Linked DNA regions of Anas platyrhynchos: region 1 is linked to region 2. The links are chromatin contacts, called in public Hi-C maps. All regions are on one chromosome and are shown on one strand. The core of a region is the stretch at or near the end of the contact, and the rest is flanking DNA. Distances in the headings are between cores, read along the strand shown. Region 1 overlaps SBF2 (SET binding factor 2). Region 2 overlaps ZNF143 (zinc finger protein 143).

Region 1 (7,052 bases), core at 2,750-5,249, 180 kb before region 2:
CATTGAAGACAAATACTAGAGTATGAAGAGAAAGAAAACAGCAGCCCCAAAATTACTCTGTTTACTCCGTTAGTTTTCCTATAATTTGAGTTTATGTTCCTGAAGGGTGTTGTGTTTTTTTTTTCAAGAAAGTATATATATATATATATATATATATATATATATATATATATATATATAAATATCCTTAAAATTAAAATTTCTGTGCTGCTACACCTTTAAGGAAGAAAGTTACTGAGGTCAGAAAAAGCATGAACACTATACCACTTGGACAAATGTTAGATTACTAAGGGGGCAGGAGGAGCATAAAGACAGTTCCTTTGCCTAGCACACAAATCCAGGAGATTTTATAGCAAGCCTTCCTCCCTCTCTATTTATTGTCTTCATTATTAGCTATGACCAGTCAAAATTCTCATATGATAAAATCGTAGAATGCTATATGAGGACATTGGCATCAAGCAAATAGGTTATGTGTATTGAACTCCACTGTCTGCTGACTAAGCACCTCTAAATTCAGTCATTGAGATATGTTCAGTAGAAGAGTTGCAGCATATATTACAATGTATGGATCTGGCTTTTAATGTTGTTATGGGAAGCCTTTTCAGATGTTTGAAATACATCTCCCACTGACTTGATTGTATTTTATACCTGATGCACAAAATACTTTTTAATAGTCTTTTTGTTTTTAAATACTTTACTCTGCAATTATAATATTCATTTAATTAATTCTTCTGTATTTAGCATGGGTTGTAAATAATGTAATTAACTTTTTGAGAAGACATAGAGATTATTTCCAAGCAGCTGATCTGTTTTTCTCTTATGGGCTGGTCTTCACTACTGAATTCATGGAGAAAATGTTCTATGTCATCATGCAATTCTGACACCGTTAATGATACTGGGAATACAGTGTAGTTGTGGTAGGAGCATATGTTTTCAGCAAGTGGTTTATGTGTTTTTACTAGAAAAAGATACAGCTTTCATGTGTCTAGGCAGGTATCATGTGTGTTTCACCAGCTTCTTTTTTCCACACTTGAAATATCTTCTGTTTATCTCCAAAGTATTGCAGGCAGTGTTGCAGAGAGCTATGACACTGAAAGTGGGTTTGAGGACTCTGAGAACAATGATGTGGCAAATGCAGTTGTACGCTTCATCACCAGATTTATTGACAAGGTTTGCACAGAGAGCGGAGTTACACAGGATCACATCAAGGGTCTTCACTGCATGATACCAGGTAATAATTGTGACAAAAAATATGCATTTGTAGTCTTTCATTATTCTTCTTTTCTAATGAGAGAAATGCATATTTTCCTTTCAGTTAATTTCAGTGGGGATAGAAGATCAGATTTCCTTTAAAGACTGTAATTGCTGTTGAATTTCAACTAACTATTCCCTTGATGATTAAATTTGAGAGTTTCAGAGTATCAGAGTTCTAATTAGATTGCAACTTTCTCTTTCGTATTATGCCAGACTTCATTTATGGTATTACTGATTTCCAGGCATTGTAGCAATGCACATAGAGACCCTGGAGGCTGTCCATCGTGAGAGCAGAAGGCTTCCACCAATACAGAAGGCAAGTATTATGAAACATGTTTGTATTCCTTACAAGTATTAGAATCATGCAATTCAGTCATTTTTTTTCCCCCTCATAATGTTAGGAGGAAACATCAAAACATTGTTAGAAATTTTCCACCAATGATAAATAGCACTTGGCTTTGGTCTCCTGAAACATGAACTTACAAAACTAGAAGAGCCAGACTTCTGATCATAAACAAGCTGTTGCATACCCTCTGCTTTTTGAGACCCATTTCTCTTAGTTGAGTCCAAACACCATCTCCTTTCTGTGGAATCAGTCTCATAACAATTTTGTTTTGAATCTTTTTATGCCAAATTTAACTAGGCTGAGCTATAACACTGGTATCCCTATTACACTTACGCTAATTTGTTTGCATCAGCCCAAAATTCTACGACCAGCTTTACTGCCAGGAGAAGAATTTGTTTGTGAAGGACTCCGTGTGCTACTGGATCCTGATGGCAGAGAGGAAGCTACAGGAGGACTGCTTGGAGGTCCTCACATCCTCCCTGCTGAAGGAGCTTTGTTCCTTACCACCTACCGAATTATATTCAAAGGCACTCCTCATGATCAGCTGGGTAAGAAAAACTAAACAATAACTGTAGTACTTCAGATAGGCAAGATTTTGAGTTGGCCTATCCAAGCATCAGCATCAAAACGGATATACCTCTAAGTATAATTTTTCACATTGATCACATTGGAATGATCTTTTATTATAGGTTTTCATCACTAGCTTTGACAATGATTGCTCTTTATTTTGTATTTAACTTAACTGGATTTCTTCAAATGAGGCAACATATATACTATACTCTTACATATTTTCCTATACTGATGTTCATATATATGTGTGGTTTCCACTACTCCTAGCTTTCCAATAAACCATTTTTTTCAGACACTGGAATTGTGTAAAATGAAAAACATTCATAAGTTAGTATTTTCCTTTCGATTAGTATTAATAAATTAACTATTGCTTTTAATATGTAATGGAAATTGCTCTTCTGAATGATAGATTTTTATATTTTGACACTTGCCATTAAATTAAATTGTCTTTCAGAAGTACAAGTTTATTTTGGAAAGTTCATAGTCACATGTAAAGAAATTAGGATGCAACATTCGTTCTTTATAAGGTGCATAATGCAATACAAAAATGGAGTAAGTTTGAAACTGTTTCTTCACCCCTTTCCAACATAGATTGTAGGGGTACATTTCCAATATGTAGGAAGACTGAGAAGGAGGATATTTTTCCATCTATGACAAATTAAGCAGAAAAAAAAAAATCAGATTATGGATAATACTTGAATTCTCAACTTGTAAGGTCTTTCGCCTGAAATTAATTCTGTACTGCTATTTTTCCTATTGCTTTGTACTTGGCCATTCCTAACTGTTCAAAGTACAGTGTGACCAAAACAAAACTGATTCTGTAATCTAACAAGTATCTATAAACAACATTCTGTGGTCCTCAGTGGGAGAGCAGGTGGTGATCCGGAGCTTTCCTATTGCATCTGTTACGAAGGAGAAGAAGATCACTATACAAAACCAGTTGCAGCAGAGTATGCAAGAAGGAATGCAGATCACTTCAGCTACCTTTCAGGTAAAAGGAAATTTTGTAAAACTTATGTAACACAGAATGCTCAGATTATTTTTGAGCAGCAGTTTGTCCTGATACCTAGGAAGAGTTCAGTTTCCTGCCATGTCAAGGTCAATACAGAATATGGACTCCTTTTGCAGAAACTCTCACTTTTTTTGGCCCAGTTGATACAGCATTATGGTTTTCATGTTTCATTCTCTGCTTTTCTCACCTTTCTATTTTGGATTCAGTAAAAGGCTATTTCGTTGTGTTCAGCAGAGGCATTTAGTGCAGGGCAGTTGACAGAGATGGGACTTCAAAGAATTGGGAATCATTACTTCTCTGAAGCTTCCAAATGTTCCTTATTGGTGGTAATCTAATCTGTGGTTAAATCCTAGGAGATGGGAAGTTGAAGGCAAAGAATTTATATCACAGACTGAAAGTAGACTTCAGTGCTTAAGTCAAGAAATACTCTGTTGGGGTGGCTGACTGCAGAAACAAACTTTCACTGAGAACAATAACTCTTTAACATCTGAAAATAAAATAGATTATCAACATTTTAGTAGTTGCTTACAAAGCGGACGTTATTTAACTGATCATCCTTAAATATCCCAGTCAAAAGGACAAGATTAAGAATACAAATAAGGAAAACAACAACAACAAAGTTGTTCCTGTGGACTTTCCGAGAGGACTTGATGAAAACTTTTTTTTCCAGAAATATTTTACCAGGATAATTAGCATACTTCACTGATGTGCTAAATGCAGACGTAGCTCAATGTTTTTAGTGCTGGATTCTGGTCAAACATCATATCTGCTTTTGTTTAGCATAGTGCTGTGTTAGGTTATGAAAATGAAAACAGTTTTCTTTCTGTTCCCTTTGTAACAGCTAGCATTTGATACAGTACAAGATAGCAGTGCCCCATCCCCCATCTGTGTTTATTAATTAGGATGTTCAGAATGTTTTGGCTGTAGTCATGCTATTTAATATCTTCAAAACTTTGTATCAGTATAGCTTTTAAAAATTATTTCAAAGAGATCATAGAACAACAGTTATTAATATTTTGGAAAGTAATTACAAAACAAGTGAAAAAAAAAATAATGAAATCCACCTTCAAGATGACAAGCAAACTTCAAAGCATGTGTAGCTATGCAATCAAAGATAAAGCTCAAGGATATTTCTTTGTTTGCTTTTTTCACATTCTTAAAGTTCTTTTGAGCCCTTTTATGGAATCCCTATTTTATCGCTGCCTTATTTTTTTAAATTCTTTTTCCCTGAAGATTTGAATGTCATTTTGGCTGAGAATGATGGAGTGTGATTTAAAGAAAAATAAGAAAAATTAAATAATAAAAATTAAATAATAAATAAATGAGAAGTTTTTAAAAAACATTTCTAACAGGATGAATGGATTAGTGTTGAATAGCAGGAGGTTAGTTCCTTTCCAAAGATCAGATTTCACTATTACGCTTTATTATTAGCAGTTTTCTAGACTTTGGAAGGTGAGGTAAAAATTAGGATCACTAAATAATGGAAGTTTAATGCTTGTGACATATGAATGCTGAATTTGTTGATTTGATGAGAGTACATTGCCAACTTTACTTTCTGATATATAGTAGAGCTGACAGAATATTTCCAACCTGAGCTATCCCATGTGACTAGCACTTTAACTGTTGTAGACATCATAGCGCCAGCACAACCACTTAAAATATTTCTGTGTTTGGTATTATGAGAATTCCAGATGCTTCATAGTGAAAATACCTTAGTGTTACAACATAAATGCAAAAAGTAAATAACAACAACAACAAAAAAAGAATGAGCTGTATGATATCCCTCAAAATCAATAGGATATGCGTACATGTATTTGTATTTTCTGATGGGCATAGTACTGCCTAAGTATGTGGGTTTTGTTAATATATATTAGGATCTTTTAATTTATTTTATCATAGTTATTTTTTTTTTAGTTTCTAACATGTCCTGTCTTTATATGCAGCTAATTAAAGTAGCATTTGATGAAGAAGTAAGTCCTGAAGTGGTGGAAATATTTAAGAAACAGCTAATGAAGTTCCGCTATCCTCAATCTATCTTCAGCACTTTTGCATTTGCAGCTGGGCAAACAGCACCACAGATAATTTTACCAAAGCAAAAAGAAAAGAACACTTCATTCCGGTATAGTCATTCTCCTTCTTCTGTCACTCTTTTTGTTTACTACTAGTCAAATACATCAGTCAGACGTATTTTCAGATCTCCAGATCATTTAATCAGTTCTCAAGAAAACCAAAATAACTGATTGCTATTCTCTCTATTTTTATCTTTACTGAAAACTAGGTAGATTGATATGAAATAAATGTGTATATAAGAACATACTGTTTATCCAAACTTCTTGCTGCAGTAAATTTAAACAAGTATCTCATTACATTTTGAAACACGCACAATATAAATAACATTTTCAGCTATGCAAACTATGCCAACATAGAAACAGATTTCTTGTGTATTACATTTTAGGTTAGTAACTTAATGTGGGCTAGAATTCATTTTACTCTTTAGTATAGTCTGTTCAGTTGTCCTTGTGTACTTTAATTGAGATTTTCAGTTTAGGGTCCTCTTCTGAATTCTGTGTTGCACATTAGTTTTTACTAGACTAGATGGATTCTTATGCAATTCCAGAGTGGTAGTTTCAGTGATTCTTTCTTGATTATTGCATTGTTGACATGGGGAAGTAGAATTCCAAGGTAGTCATGGAATCTTAAAACTTTTAAGGTTAATATCTGCCTTTCCTGCCTTCATTCTGCCAACTTCATAGATTTGTTACATTGCTAGCAAAGTACAAATGCCTAAAGAAATATTATGACTGCTTATTCATTATGTTATATATATAATAGGTGAAATTACTCTCGAAGTAATAAAATTGGCATTAAAAAATTAATATAGGAAGTCATATTTCTGGTGGTTATGATTTTGTTGTTAAATGAGAAAATACAAAATGTTTTTTATATGGGTAAGCACATTTATCCTAAAAATCTGTAGGTGCTATTGTGGAGAATTATATCCATCTTTTGAAATATTTTTATTGCTATGAATTTATAGTACCTTCTCAAAAAGTATTGTGAAAGGAGCAAAACGTGCTGGGAAGATGACAATTGGTCGCCAGTATTTATTAAAGAAGAAGACGGGCACAATAGTGGAAGAAAGAGGGAATCGTCCAGGCTGGAATGAAGATGATGATGTCTCTGGTAATAATAAAGTATTATCCATTTTTGTTGATATGTCTTACCTAGAAGAAGAAATTGTGAAGTCTTCCTAGACAGGAGAAAGAAAGGTTGCAAAAACATACATTCTTAAAGTGTTTTTGTTTGTGATGACCAGACATACAGGGCAAAAGTAGTAAAGTATAATAAATTTATTATTTGTATTAATTATCATGCTATCTTCATATAATATCTTTAGAAAGCCTGACATCAGCAATTAGTCTATACTGAGAAAGCAGAATTTAGTGAGATTCAAGAAATAGACAATACTGTAGGCAAATTTTGTATTTGTGAAAATTACAAATTATATCTGAAGGCAGCAGAAGTCTGCAAATTACTGCAAATACCGTTTTTCCAAACTTCTGTTGAAAGGGTTTGGAGACAGAAGGTAGAAGGTGATTTGGACTCTTTGTATAGTTCATGTGCTCGTGTGGAGTTTGACTTTCTTCCAAACACTTCTTTTCCTACCATGTGCTGCTGTCAGTATACCCTTATCTGGACCAGTGCTAATTTATAATAAACCACTAGAGGGAACCAGATTCTCCTGTACATAAACAGGTATTGTTTTGTCATACCATTCTTTGTGGGTTTTTTTTTGTTTGTTTTTTTTTTTAATTAATTAAAAAAAGGCATTTCCGATAATGAAGTGTTTATGACACACTAATAATTTCT
Region 2 (6,607 bases), core at 3,521-6,020:
TGTATAAATGTAATAGGGCATCAGATAACTGATTTGATGTCTGATTTAGAAGGCAATAAAAACATCCCAGAACTGAAGTCAAGCTGAATGATTAATAAAAGCGAGAACTCCATTTTAAGGCCTGAAGGCCTTTAGTCAGAGGGTAAAAATGCCAGTTACTTAGTATTGCTGCAGCATTCAGGGCTGACAATATAACAGACACCTTTAATTTTTCATCTCCAAGTCTAATTTAGAAAATATTTTTCACATGCTACTGGCATATCAGATACCTTCTCAGCAGAAACATAATTTTCCCTGTATGCCTTCAACATATTAATAGAGCTAAACTAAAGAATTGTGTTGAAATCCCCTCTTAGTGAAATTTCATACCAACACCTTAAAAAAATAAAGCTATGCACAGGAATTTTCAAGTGGAGATAGCATCAAAACATTCCTTTTTCTGATCCTCTCTTGTTTACGTTAGAAACAGTAAGAATTTAACACTACCAAACGGCTCATAAAACAGACAGCTGGACTAAAACGACTATTTTTCCTAAAAAGTGTGCGCAGGCAAGACAACAGTGAAGATGATCATCAAATATTAATAGAAAAGTCAGGGAATTCTGTGAATCCAGAAACTAGGCTGTAGATGTAACAGTTGTTGTAATAGCCTGTGCCGACATTGTGAGCACAATGGAATTTGAGTTGTTAACAGTGACAAAGATAACAAGGATAGTAAAAAAAATTTTGAATTGTATTGATACAGTTTCAGGTATCAGAATATGTGGTGTAATTTATGTATTCCAGAGGAAGCTCAACCTTAAAGATACTACATGAGCTCCAAAGAAATTTATTTCCATAAGAAATCCATGTACATACTTATTAAGGATCCTAACTGATTTGAGAAAGTGCATGGAGCGTACACAACCACCAACCTTAATTCTCAACATATTTTTGTCATTTCTTTAGCACACAGGTTACTTACATGTTGGGTTCCATCCTGGGAAATTAGTGCTACTTGTTGACCTAAACCTGACTGAGTAACTGTAGCAACCTGTGCAGAAATTACATCTTCTCCCTCCACACCTGTCACATAGGCTATCTGTGAGCCTTTGAGAACATCTTCACCTTGACCTATTTGACACAAAGAAAGCAAGAGGGTAGTTTACATACTCTGAAGACTGGCAGGAAAATATAAATGACAACAGTTAAACGCCAGCCTGGTTTGAAGGCTTTTAAATACTTCAGTAGAAAAATGCTAGTGGAAAGATGAGAAAAACAAAAGAAGGAAAAACAACAAACGCAAGTCATAAAGTCTCAAATTAATTGTTTTTAGAAGCCGGGGTACAGTCTTCTATCAATAAGTTACAACACATCTAAATGTGTATTTTCATCACGTGTAGTATTTATATAGTTCATAAGCAAACATTAAAAAGGTGACAACTCTAATTCATTCTGCAAACATTAACCTTTCCATACAAGAGGCTTCATGAGAACACAACCGGCAGTTTTTCAAAGAGTTATTCATTAACAAACATACAGAAGAATACAGTGATGCCTTTGTGTGAAGATTTAAGTAGCGTTAATTATCTTAATAAATGTTTAACCTCAACAAATGAATCTTATCATGCTCTTAAAAGATGGCATTAGACTATTGCAAATTTGCTTGAGGCATTTAGTGCAGTTTCCCAAATATCTGTAGTAAAATAGAACAACTAATCTGATCAAAACAGTTTGTATCTGTATTTCTTATCTTAGTCACATCTAAAATCAGAATTTAGCATTTGTAGCTGTTCTCAAAATACTTCCTTTAGCCTATTTTTTTATATTCACAGGATACAATACTCCTATCATAAAAACATTCTAAATGAGTCCCACAACACTCAAGCTTTTTTTCATCTTTGCCTCTAGGTCTGTTCACAGAAACTGCTGTTAACTGCAGCAAAACCAGCATAGTCTCAGGGTGCTGCACAGACAAGATTCTTTCTTTTCACAAGGCAGTACCTTTATTCCTCCCCAAAGACTGCCAGCAACTGTAGTGTTTTATGCACTCAGAAAAATCCCCTAGGTTGCAACCAAACATTTTACACTCTGGCAGGTTCCTTCCTACATTCATGTTCATAGTGGGATTTTTTATTGCAGGTTTGCTGGGGCTGCAGCTCTATTTTCTCTCTTATTCTCAGCTTGCTATAAAACTCAGTTTATAAGCTGGTTAATTACGCTTGGTTTCTGTTTACAAATTGACTACCATGCTAAAAAGCCCTACAAAGAAGTTAAATAACTTTATTAAATCCTCAGATTTTTATCTATGTTTTCATTTGGTTATAAAAAACAGCAAAATATTATCCAACCCATTTGTTACAACAAGAGATTCAAAATCTGAAACTCTAACCTGGAGGTGGCTCAAAAAAAGCCTCCTGTTCTTCTTCAATTGGCTCTGTGTCATTATGTGCTGTCCGCTTGTGCATAGCAAGTGTAGAAATCTGCTTGTATGTTTTCCCACAGTGGTTACAGTTATACGGTTTGGAATGAGTATGTACAACATGGTGTTTGTATAAACTGGAATACTCTGTAAAACGTTTATCACAACCAGGAACTGTACAGACATAGGGCTTTTCCCCTGTATGGAAAACAGAAGGGGTAAAGAGAACTTTATCCAGGATGCACAAACAAAATTGACAATAAATTTGTAGATATTTACTGACAAGTCTTTATTACCAACCAAATTTCAATTTCAAAGGCAGTATCGAAGCTCTAGTTTATCAATGCAGCCTCTCACTTTTTTTTTCTTTCTTTTTTTTTTTTTTTTTTAACTGCCAGTGAAAGTTAGGCCCTTTTTTTCCTCCCTATCATTCCATATAAAATGTCCTTCTGATGAAGACAGAATGATGCAGTCTGAAAGATGCAATCTGCAGAATCTTTTGAAACTGATCCTAAGGATGAAAACAAATGGAAACTGCATCCCTGTGTGACATACGTAGCACTATGGGCTTCTGGGAAGATACCAATCTAAATGTCAGTTTGGCACAGCACTGACAATTTTGTTCCTGTATTAGTGGAAGCTCTGTACTTTTCTTCAGTGATCAGCTATGTTGTTATACTAGTAGAATTTATTTTACTTTTGAGTCTTTAAGGTCTGAAGAAATCTACAGGAAGCATATGTTTAAACAAACAGGGTTTAACATAAAAAGCACCTTTAATTTAAAATCAATGAACAAACATCCAAATTACATTATAAACTAAAAAGATAGAGATGAGTTTTTTATCTCAGATTATCAAATTTGCCTGTATTTCTATAAAATATATAAGGCTGTATATAATGCTACCAAGATGATATTATATACATAGTAAGAGTCATTAATAGCTCTTACATTTTAAAGCCTTCTAATTTGTGCAGATTATTTCTTCTGACTAACCCTGCCAATCAAGGTGGCTAAGTATTTTCAACTCTGGTCTATGAAAATAAGGATTTGATCACCATTCCTGGAGCAAGGAAAATACAACTGAGATGAAAGGGTGACTCACAAAGGTGAGCCAAAGTCAACCTCAGGCTTATGCTTTGCTGTTACTTAATATACATCTCACAACACTGGCAAACCCTAGAACTATATTAAGTATCTAACCTGGTGTCCACTGAAGGCAAAGTTTCACATTCATTTCAAAGAGCTTTGGAGCCAAATGAAATTTTTTATACCTTGACAGCAAGGAGGGAAAATTAACTGCTTACCTCTCCACAGCTGAGCGGAGATAAGGCCCAAACAAAAGTACCAGCTCAGGTCACATAAACATGACTATACCAAATTAGAGTGCACCAAAACAGTGTGAAAAAAAAAAAAAAAAAAAAAAAGAATGACACAGGCCCTCCCAAGCAGGTTTCCTTCAAAACACAGAAACACCATTCATATACCTGTGTGTATTCTCACGTGATTCTTATAATTAGTTGCACTGGCAAAAGCTCTCCCACATCCTGGTTCTGTACAGTAATAAGGTCTTTCGCCTGTATGTGTCCTGATGTGAACCTTTCTAATATTAGATGTTGTGAATGACCTGCCACATCCTTCGAAAGGACATTTAAAGGGCCTTTCACCTAAAAAAAAAAAAAAATAATAAGAAAAGGTACAGATGGAGAAAATATGAAAGAATACAAAAATCATTAAGTTACCCTAAATGTTGGAATGCAAAGCTATCTAATTAAGAGCCTCAGTCAAAAATAACCATGAGCATGTGAATGTGGAGTGCTCTTTAGCAATATCTGGCATAATTTCAGAAAACTGTAGTCTGTGATCTAAATTATGAAGTATTTAGGTTAGTACTTTATGATGTACAAAACAGACTCAGTTGCTGACTAGCTTCCATACTGTGCCATATTCTAACATGTATTTAACCCCCATACGAATTCTTACATACATTATTCAATACAAATGTATTATACTATTTGTGTATTTCTCAATTGTAATGAACAAGATGAAAAAATACCTTCATGATTTAGTATATAACCAAGATCCAGATGGATTAGTAAAACTCACCACAGAAAGCATTTAACCTAAAAGAGCAGAGCCAACTTTGTAAAGAGAGACAGCCTTGAAACTCAAGTTTCAAACCCCAAAACCAAAGCAATCACAAATACAGATTTTTTGTTGTTGTTAGTAAGACTATTATGAATTTAAACACGGTAACTCACTGAATTCCACCAAAACCTTCACCATGAACGGCAGATAAGATCAGTCCCTACCTAATCTCCCTGACCCTTCAGATCTACCAAAGCACATAGAGTTGCTGGGGGGCAGAGCAAAGCGGGGCTGACTTGGGAGAAGTGCAAGACACCTGACACGCTGTTCTGTGGTCATTTCACACTGCTTAGAGCTAAGCACATTACACTCACTGTACTGTTTACCGAAGAGCAATCTGAGAGCAAGAGAGGGCAGATTAAGTATTTAAAGTTGTATCTGTAGTGGTAAAGGCAGAAATAAAAAGTGAAGTCCTGATACAGCCGTTAATACCATGAAACTCCAAAGCAGTTAGCTCCTTGGCAGAGGAAACCGTAATTCACTCCTTAAGGCAGCTGTTTCGGGAAGGTTTTTCATTTTTCTGCCAAAAGGCAGAGCGTATGTGAGTGTACACGCCTCAATGTTGTGTTACCATGGCTCCCCTAATCCTTCCTGCACCACAGCACCTCAAGTTACAGCCTGAAAGGCGCAGGGCCGCAGTCACCCCGCCCAACGACAGACCCTCCATTACAAACCAAAACAATGACTGTTCTCCGAGAAGGCCTGCAGGAATGCCATCCGACTGGTTTGCCAGGCCAGCCTTTATGTTTCTAATGGAGTTGCTAGAAAAGTGACCTGTCTCCAGGTGATGGAGATTTCCAGCACCAGCAATGCAAAGCAGGTCACAGCGCTTTCAAGCTCTGCCCCACAGGAGCCAGGAGGAAGCCGAGCAGCGCCTGGTGCCACCAGCTTTTCTGACACCAGAATCCGTGATCCAGGGGCTCAGGAAGCTGAGGCAAAGCACATGATGGCAGCAGGAAGTGAGACTGGCCTGCCACTGAAATCACTTTGGGCTGAAATAGGCAGAAAATGAAGGAAGCACTAACGCTGGTCTGTGAGATAAAGTTTCAAAGCCATGCAAGAGTGGGCAGTGTCCCTGGACTTGCTTGCCTCCACTGGGTGCACTGTTGCATGGAGTATGAGCACACACAACTCCATCAATTTGCACAAAGGACATGGTTGTATTTTTACACGTTTGGAATATTTATTAACATTTGTTTTTTTGTAGCATATGTTTGTTCATTTTTCTGCTGCAAGAAGGGAAATGGAGATAGCAATAATCTGAGAACTATCAATCTTCATGAACCCCACAAGCAATTTATCTTAAAGCACCGAAATGTAAAAACACTGATGCCGTTTCTAAAAGGTAAACTGGATTAGTGAGGTGAAGATCCTTGTTCTTTTATAGCTGCAAATGAAACCATAGAGGCACCAAGTGACAACGTAAGTGACACTGCGAAATGTTGGTGCGTTTGCAATGGTAGTGTGAATGCTTCAGCACACTTACAATAAAAGCATGCTGGATTTGAAGTAAATTGTTAACCATGCTGAAACGCTTTTGAGCTCACTGGGCTTCAGAAAGAACATACACAGGCTCAGTTCATAAGTATAAAGTAACAGAGCAATCAGAGAAAAAAATCCACATACGTGAATTAACCAGAAAAAAAAAGTGACAATAGTACCTGTGTGAGTTCGGATGTGTTTTTGCAGGTCTCCTGAAGTCTTGAATGATTTGGTGCAATTTTCTTCTGTGCACCGATACGGCTTTTCACCAGTGTGTGTTCTGACATGACTTTTTAACCCATACCCTGAAGATAGGAAAAGACGTTACAACAGTATAAATACAAAATTAGAAACCATTTCTGATGGTTTTAAAGAGCGCAACCATCACTTTCACTCTGTACAAGCTCTTCATTCTACCGTACAGAACAACAGACCTCTAGATACAGTTTATATTTTTTTTCTTTCTTCATTTATTAATAAAGTATACTTCTTACTCCCTTCAGAGGGATAAACTGTAATGATTATAATGTGGACAAATCCTGTCTTCTGAGGAAGCTGTATGCTCTCTATCTGGTCTT

What was found. Hi-C and Micro-C count contacts between places; a contact is called where the count stands out from the background.
Region 1: a Hi-C map of liver shows a contact between it and region 2, with 2.3 times the contacts expected there. The contact joins two enhancer-like sites. A contact is called at or near these places in 2 of 8 Hi-C or Micro-C datasets (liver and subcutaneous adipose tissue).

What each region holds. Positions count from the first base shown.
Region 1 is chr5:63,326,363-63,333,414 of IASCAAS_PekinDuck_T2T, reverse strand. It overlaps SBF2 (SET binding factor 2), which reads left to right. Exons shown (of 41, transcript XM_038179378.2): 19 at 1,059-1,231; 20 at 1,497-1,570; 21 at 1,953-2,148; 22 at 3,034-3,161; 23 at 5,126-5,301; 24 at 6,220-6,365. Among named protein-coding and RNA genes, the nearest start is that of SWAP70, 150 kb to the right of the region's middle. Within about 2 kb of position 3,999, at least 3 of the 8 cell types and tissues checked have an H3K27ac peak or open chromatin away from gene starts, as enhancers often do.
Region 2 is chr5:63,142,699-63,149,305 of IASCAAS_PekinDuck_T2T, reverse strand. ZNF143 (zinc finger protein 143) reads right to left here. Exons shown (of 16, transcript XM_027461359.3): 10 at 6,209-6,334; 11 at 3,887-4,066; 12 at 2,372-2,599; 13 at 965-1,113. Among named protein-coding and RNA genes, the nearest start is that of WEE1, 18 kb to the left of the region's middle. Within about 2 kb of position 4,770, at least 3 of the 8 cell types and tissues checked have an H3K27ac peak or open chromatin away from gene starts, as enhancers often do.